Regions from separate parts of the Mus musculus genome. Here region 2 is linked to region 1. The links are chromatin contacts, called in public HiChIP or PLAC-seq maps. All regions are on one chromosome and are shown on one strand. Each heading gives the region's core, a stretch centred on a gene start, on an enhancer-like site or on the middle of the called end of the contact. The rest is flanking DNA. Distances are from core to core; before and after follow the strand shown.

The links. HiChIP or PLAC-seq counts read pairs in DNA pulled down with a chosen protein or histone mark.
Region 2: an H3K27ac HiChIP or PLAC-seq map of heart atrium shows a contact between it and region 1, with 5 read pairs. The contact joins the enhancer-like site here to the promoter of Cp in region 1. A contact is called at or near these places in 3 of 39 promoter capture datasets (the 3T3-L1 cell line, macrophages and stem cell-derived epiblast-like cells), 1 of 484 Hi-C or Micro-C datasets (the HL-1 cell line), 1 of 115 datasets of contacts at active chromatin or transcription factors (heart atrium) and 3 of 9 other capture datasets (adipose tissue, liver and pancreatic islet).

The regions. Positions count from the first base shown.
Region 1 is chr3:19,954,854-19,958,926 of GRCm38.p6, forward strand. It overlaps Cp (ceruloplasmin), which reads left to right and starts at 2,396. Exons shown (of 19, transcript NM_001374677.1): 1 at 2,396-2,576. The coding sequence starts at 2,431.
Region 2 is chr3:20,128,428-20,132,500 of GRCm38.p6, forward strand. The region is part of intron 5 of Gyg (glycogenin); the gene reads right to left. Among named protein-coding and RNA genes, the nearest start is that of Gyg, 25 kb to the right of the region's middle. Within about 2 kb of position 2,149, at least 43 of the 459 cell types and tissues checked have an H3K27ac peak or open chromatin away from gene starts, as enhancers often do. A contact at or near this core is called in heart atrium and macrophages, where this site is marked.

The DNA of each region.
Region 1 (4,073 bases), core at 1,146-3,645:
ATGGGATTCTCCCCACTTCCTGCCATACAGCAAGCCGCATGCTTCTCAGTGGAAAAATAATCAACATAAAGTGGGACAACAATTCAAACTTAATGATTTCTCCTACACTATATATAAAGGATTCACTGGCACCAATTAGGGTTCGTGTTTAATCATTTAGTTCCACCGTCACTGTGAAGGGTCCTATTAGTATAGGATTCATCTGGAGCCTATATGATCCCATTTATTTACTAGTTGGCAGAATATTTTGGGAAGTAGGCACTATGGAGATGGCTGCTCTGGCCTCCTTAAACCCACAGTAAATTTAAACATGTAGAGAAGTAAGATCAATAGTGGCTTCTTGTTAGTTAGAGGCACATCCCTCCCTCTAGAGAATGAACTGCTAGAAGATGCCTTCTAATTGCCTGTCTTAGGGGAAAGAGCCGTTTGGGAAGAAGTTTCTTACAAAACATGGAGCTTGACCAATGAAGTTTGGACAAAATTTCAGACATACTCCTGTCCTCCCTGTGGATGTGAAGGAAGAGTTGTTCAGGAAAGTTCCAGAAAGAGGCTTGGGCACCTCGCCTCCTATAATTCCCTTTTCTGTATAAAGTCAAGTGGTCAAGATTATCAGTAGCAAGGATAGCCCAGTAGCTCAGTACTAGAGCACTTGCCTGTTAAACATAAGGATGCCTAAATCTCTGTATTCAATCCCATTAAAACACACACACACACACACACACACACACACACACACACACACACACACACACTGTTGTTAGTAGCTTGCAAGGTCATTTCAATTGATCTGGATAATTTCCTTCAAGGCTGACCTTTACAAATGAGGAAACTGAAGCTAAGGGTAAGAATTTTGACAGCATCAGATTTTAACTTTATCCTGACATTTTTTTTCTAGCATCTATGACTGACATTGTGTTCCTCATTTTTCATGTGTTAATAAGTTTTCATGTTGTATATAACGGCATGCATGCTCCATGGAGTTATATCCACTGCTATCTGCCCACTGAGGACAGAACTGCACGCACCATGGAACTCATTCAATATTTGTTAAATAAGAGTACCTGTTCTGATACCAGTCTATTTCAGCAAATAGCATTTAGTGCTATACAGTATCCTACAAGAAAACAACAATAACAACAATCGCTTTATTAACACAAAATAGTAACTGCTATCATCAGGATTGCATTTCACTTTAGGAAAAAAAAATTATACATTTAGATACATGCCACAAGTGAAGACAGAGTTCTAACCAAAAATCTTTTACCTTAAAGCTCTCATACATGTTACAGAGAGAAATTCTAGGTTAATAAACAAAGCTCTTTTTCCAGTTGAGTAAAATCATTCTTTGCCTTTGAAAACAGGCTTAATTGTGGTTGATTTTTTTCTTTTCCTCTCTCTTTCCTATCTCTTTTCCTTTCTCTCCTCCTCTTCCTTCTTTGCCCATTCTCTCTCTCTCTCTCTCTCTCTCTCTCTCTCTCTCTCTCTCTCTCTCTGAGTATTACTTCATTGTACAGACGGGTACTAAAATCCTAGATTCAACAGATTGTCATGTGCCAGTTTCCCCATTATGCATAGCTTATTTGGTTTGTGACTGACTTCTTTTTTTTTTTTAAAGATTTATTTATTATTATACATAAGTTCACTGTAGCTGACTTCAGACACACCATAAGAGGGTGTCAGATCTCATTACAGGTGGTTGTGAGCCACCATGTGGTTGCTGGGATTTGAACTCAGGACCTTCAGAAGAGCAGTCAGTGCTCTTATCCGCTAAGCCATCTCACCAGCCCTTGTGACTGACTTCTATCATTCAAACAAAATTATCATTTCCTGGTATGTTCTTCTATTAATTTCTACATAGCAATCCATGTCAACTGATAAAGTCTCTATAACACACAGTACAAAAAAATTTTTTTAAATGAAATTTTTATTGGCTACTTTTACGATGTGCTAAATATGTTTCATATCTTCAAAATTACAAGTAAGTTTTTGTTAGTTTTCTAAAAATCATTAACAATGACATATTTGATTCATTTTTCCTTGGCTTATTAAAAACTGGCTCTGGGTGAGGTGTAGTGCCTGGGATTGCTAGAAGAACAAAGGGAGCATTTAGAGATGGTCTCTGCCCTCCTGGAATTTACACGATGAATGGAAGAAGATGCAGAATTGCGCATGCTGTGCATGTCCAACACAAACAGATGACATTCCTTTGTAGTTAGAGAAGCCTGGCCACAGGGAACTGTGTTTGTTTTGGTTTTTCCCCTTCGTGGTTTACCAGAACCAATCTGAGTTGGAAAATGCTATTTGCTTTAAAGAAATTAGTTACTCTTTTGCAACATTAAATTGTGTCAGCCAAGCAAATGAAGCCCTATTTATAAAATTGCTTGCTTCTGGTTTCACTTTATTGCATCGTGGGCTCCGAGAGGGAGAAAAATGAAGTTTTTGCTGCTTAGCACATTTATATTTTTGTATAGTTCCTTAGCCTTGGCAAGAGATAAGCATTATTTCATTGGAATTACTGAAGCAGTCTGGGACTATGCTTCTGGCACTGAAGAAAAGAAACTTATTTCAGTTGACACGTAAGTCACTATTTTTTGTTCTTTATGGGCCAAATTCATGTTACCTTAAAGAAAATGAAGCCAACAAGGAAAGTAACGTAAACATAGAAAATGTAAAATGTTGACTTGAAAAAATCAATGCTTTTATTGATTTCCTTTATGTCCCTAATATTTGTTATTGTGAAGCTGTCTTGTCTCTTCTTTCTTGGTCTGAGGGAGCTATACTGGTTTCTTACTCTCTCCTATGGTTGTGGTTTCTCTCGCCTTTATCTCCCAAATGTGTTCTGTCTCTGGATGCAGAAGTTGTTTACTTTCAAACAATTACTGGATAAAATGCAAGCATACCATTACTTGTTCCTAAGGGTGAAAGTACAGTACTTTTAATCCTTGAAAATATCAAATATAGAAATAAAATACTACTTAAAGAAAGAAGATTCTGCCTACTACTTTCTGTGTGATTCAGGACAGTAAAGGAGTCATACTAATCTCTCACAGTTTCTGAGTCCTTATCTATAAAATGAGACAGCCCAGTTATAAAGCACAGGGCTGTTTTAAAATTGCAGGCAAAGCTCTTATAGCACAGTGCTCCCCACATAACAAGTGCAAGAAATGTTATGTTCTTATTATGAGGTCCTGATAAAATATCATGTAACTTAAATGTCTTTGTGCTTTAGTTGCTTTATATATGCAGCATTCTTTTACTGAATAGTAGGGTCTCCTTGAAGTTTCTCTAAGCTGAGGTCATCACTATTAATAGTATCTAAACATTTACCAACAAATGGAAACTTGGCATTCAAAGCAAATATTTAGTATATTAGCAACTGTATTAGAATGACAAAAGAACTCAAATGAGTGAAATGAACAGCAGCTGCTAAGACTCTCTCCATAAAAACTGCTCTATTGAGCCAAATTATGTAAGCACTGAATCATTGATGGGTACATGCTATTTTGTTTACTTTTATATGTGGTTAAATTTTTCATGGTAAGAAATGTGCAGTACTACTAATAATATCAGGTTGTTACTTTATTAACCTAGTAATAATCAGTAAGAAAAAGTTTTGAATTTGATAACTGATTACAAAGAGAAGTAGAACTTATGATTTTGTAAACATGGTTTTGAGGTTGTATTTTCTTCCCAAGAGTTGGTCTTATTCTTATAGTTTCTTTGGAGAAGCCTAATTATGTGTGGTTCATTGTTTCCATGACTAAGTACAATGTGAGCTAAGTATGTTGTTAAAAAAGGTACTGGACTGAGTATGTACCTCAGTGGTACCTAGTTGTGTAGAAAGCTGTACTACTCATTGCTCCACCCACCCCTGCTATTGTATAAAATAAAAACAAAAAATCAAGTCAGTCCACTGAGTATAAACTGCAACATACTGGCCATGTTCCAATGTGGTAAACTCTAAGTACGACGAAGTATTAGAATGAAGAGGGTTGATAAGAACTTCAGGGAGGGATTTCTTTGTTGTAAATATTCTAATGGCGTGGAGTATAAGCTTGCTTACCCTGTTAGTA
Region 2 (4,073 bases), core at 899-3,398, 170 kb after region 1:
ACTTTGAAGTACAAACCCTACGCTATGTTTAGCATTTTCATTGTGTACCTCATTTCGTCTCTAAAACTACTGTGTGAGTCGGAGGGCAGGCAAGGCTAAAAGTTAAAGAGTATGTCAAAGGCTAAATCACAGGGCTAGTGAATGAACAGGCTGTGATTAAGCCAGGCCAGTATAAGTTATTCTGTAAACACACGCTTGGGAGTATTGGGCATTGTTTGATGAGTGGCATCTATTAATCTCCACCTATGGGCATCCAATCTAAGCAGAAAAGGGAATACATAGTATAGTTGAGGATTCTGCAGTAGAAGTAACCAACAGGAAAATTCCATAGTACCAAGAGTCTGAGCACTGTTCTTAGAAGGATAAAGTTTATACAAAGTCTGGGGAGAAAAAGGAAAATCGGAACAAGAAGAGGATGGTGTATCTCAGGTCCACAGCGAGCAATGCATAGACTGTGCAGAGCACTGATCATCTAATGCTCTCCTGTACCTGGGACTTCAGTCTGCACACTGGGGCTTCAAGCTGCATGGAGGAGGAGGACAAAACGAGCCAACCCATCTGCACAGCTCATCTTCAGATCCTCCCCACAACCTCCCTGGATTTATGCTGGGGCCCAGGGTCCTCCTCTTGAATGTCCACAGCAATGGCATTTGGAGATACCCACAGGCCTACATTTCACTGTGGTCCAGGCCTTGGGATCTACATTCATGAATGCCAGTTTCCAATACTCATTAGCTAGATCACTATTACCTTTTGTAATAAAGAAATGATCCTCTTCCTATGAAATATCTTTACTTATTCTATCCTAATAGAGAGAGAGAGGAAAAAAAACCTAAATCGAGTGGTTAGTTTTTTTATAGACAAAGCAGTCCTAAATTACTTAATAAGCTTTGTTTAAGGTAGATGCTGTTTGTCACGTGTGGTGTCCCTCAACCTAAGTTTGCTACTGCTATGTTTCATAATGAAAATTTGACATGTGACTACTGTGAAAGGGTTGTTCAACTCCCCAAGGAGTTGACCCACAGGTTGAGAACCAGTGTATAAGATGTCTGAGATGTGGGTGGAATTGCTCTTTTTGACCTAAGGTAAAGAATTTCTTAGATAAAGATTAGCAGGATCATAGAAATTATTACATGGCACAATGACCAGATTTCTGTAACAAAACATAGGATTTGTGTAGCTTTCTAAAACGCTGATTGGAGCAGACTACGTAAGAGAAGACAAGCAGCAGATCCTGAAGACTGGGAGGAAGCAGGGAAGAGAGAAGAATGATGCAAGGCTGGCTGTGCAGGAACCAGGCAGCAGTCGCTGGTGGTTTTGGCTGAGGCTACGGCACTCGTTTCTGGGCAGCAAGGACTGAGGACTTCTCCAAACTTTAGTAGTTAAACTGCCACATATACAATGGTTATAGAAATGGATAGTGGTAGAGAGCAAGAGAAAGAAAACATGCAAGAGCTGGCACCTGCACTGGTCACTAAACAGGTGGTTGGTCTGGGCCAGCCCAAGAGCTCCTGGGTGACTGAGGCAAAGGGAGTGATAAGGCAGTGCTAAATGGGAAACAGACTGCACTCAGGAATAGCAATGAAGACTAACTTGCCAGTTTTATGTAAAGTAGTTACAGCAGAGAACAATCTCTGAAATCGTGTAGAGCTATTGCAGTATGAGAAGTACTATCTGGGTCCCACACTGGTCACAAAAGTTAAGGAGTGCCTTCGCTTCTATCACAGTATACTAGCTGCTTAGCAGAACAGCCAAGGAGGCTAAAGGATTTAGCCAATAGTCTTATATACAAAAACGATGAGCAGAAGGTCTCAAACACTTGGCTAGTTTTTGTGTCCAAGGTTTCAATTTATCTGATTTCAAGTTTCAGACTTTTTACATCTACATTATGGGCATGAGGGAATGACTTAAAGAATATTTTTCCAGCCATGCCATGCAGTGCTGGTGGGGAGATACACCCAGAGAGACCTGCCCTCTACTGCATGGCACAGGTAGGCTGTAGACACACAGAGGCCTGTATGCCACCATTGCAGTGCAGCAAAATTCAGCCCAGCAGGAGGAAGACATCCAGAGACCCACTCACTGCCATGTCACATGGGCAGGCTTAGACACTTAGAGTCCTGCTTGCTGCTATGCCACGCAGCGGAGCAGATGAGGTCACCCAGAGGCCGGCCAGACATGTGGCAAGCCTGGAGTGGAAGCCACTACAGTGTGTAAGTATGTGGTGGACAGACAGAGAGAAAGAGAAGCAGAACACTGAGCATTATGAATAGAGACAGAACTGGAGATGAGAGGGTGGGGAGGACTAGGCAGCCCTGCTACCTGAGACCATGGGGGAAGTTCCAGACCACGTTGGCACTGAGGGCCATGCCTGGGTCTGTGGCCATGCTACAGCAAGTTGGTGTTGATGCCTGTGGCTTATATTACCACTAGAGACCATGGGGAAATCCCTGGTCTGGACAGCCTCCTGGGACCATGTCGATATCCAAAGGCTATGCAGAACTGATGTCACCCCTCACTGCTATAGCACTCTGGAGAGCTGGCTCCACCTCCTGTCAACAGCAGTAGCATTTAGGGGAGCAGGCTGAGGTTGTGAGTGTGGGAGATCTGGCCTTGCCACTGTCTGCCATCAGGCAGAATGGGCACAGGGGTGATGCCCATCCCTCACCACCTGCAGTAGTTGGGTGAGCTGGCCCTGAGTATGTGAGAGTGGGAGATCTGGTCCAGCCCCTCACTGGCTGTAGCACTTGGGAGAGTGAGCCCAGTGCATGGACTGGGCAGCACAGCGGGGCTGGCTTTGGAGGTGTGGGTACATGCAAGCTGGCCCGAGGGCACGAGAGCAGGAGAGCTGACCCTGCCTCCTGCCACAGCATTGGGTAGCCTAGCTGAACAGGGCTGGAGAGCTTGCCCTGGTGCCCTGGTGGTGTGGATGCAGGACAGCTGTCAGGCTGACCAGCTCAGCTATTAGCCAGGCCCAGAAGCAGGGTTTTGAGTTGGCCCACCCCCAAATCTACATTATCTATGAACTGTTTGAGTTCATGAAAGGGCCAGTTCTGCTGACCCAAAACGGCAAGATCTCTATGAGCGACAACAGGATAACTGGGAGGAGTCTCAGAGAGGATCCACCATTAATGATGTTACAGAAGCCAGAGATCTTGAGCCATACCAATGACTCATTGCAATGAACATTTGCAAGTGAAGATGTGTGGACAGAGGGATAAACTGTGTGTGATGGTTTACATATGCTCAGCCCAGGGAACAGCACTATTAAGAGGTGTGGCCTTGTTGGAGTATGTGTGTCACTGTAAGGATGGGCTTAAATGCCCTCAACCTAGCTGCCTGGAAGCCAGTAATCTCTTAGCAACCTTCAGATGAAGATGTAGAACTCTCAGCTCCTCCTGCACTATGCCTGCCTGAATGCTGCAATATTCCAACCTTAATGATAATGGACTGAACCTCTGAACCTGTAAGCAAGCCCCAATTAAATGTTGTCCTTTATAAGACTTGCCTTGGTCATGGTGTCTGTTCACAACAGCAAAACCCTAACAAAGACACTGAGACACACCATGACACACTACAGCTTCTATGACAAGTTTTTTTTTTTATGCTTTTTTTTTTTTTTTCTTTTTTGTGGTTTTGTTTTTTAGTTTGTGTATTTTTTATTTTGGGGGGAGAAAGAGGTTGTAAAGGAGGAGGGCAGATACAAGGGGATAGGGAGATGAGTGGGATTGGAGTATATCATGTGAAATTCACAAAGGATCAATAAAAGAGTTTTTAAAAATGCAAAAAGAATTCCACCTTTTGCTCATTTGTAAAATAAAAAAGAATGATATGAAAATGAATTAAGAGTAAGGTCCTAAATAAAAGAAAAATGCTTTAAGTCTTTTAAGACTTTTAGGGGTATGGAAATTTCATTCAGTAGGGTACCCGGCATGCATGTAATTCTGGGCTCAAGCCTTATCATTGCAAATATACAAACAGATAAATGAACAAATAATCTCAGCCTCAATACTAGTGTAGATGGACAGTTTACATTTCCCCCAGTTAAGGCTGCAAGTAGATAGAAGGTATAT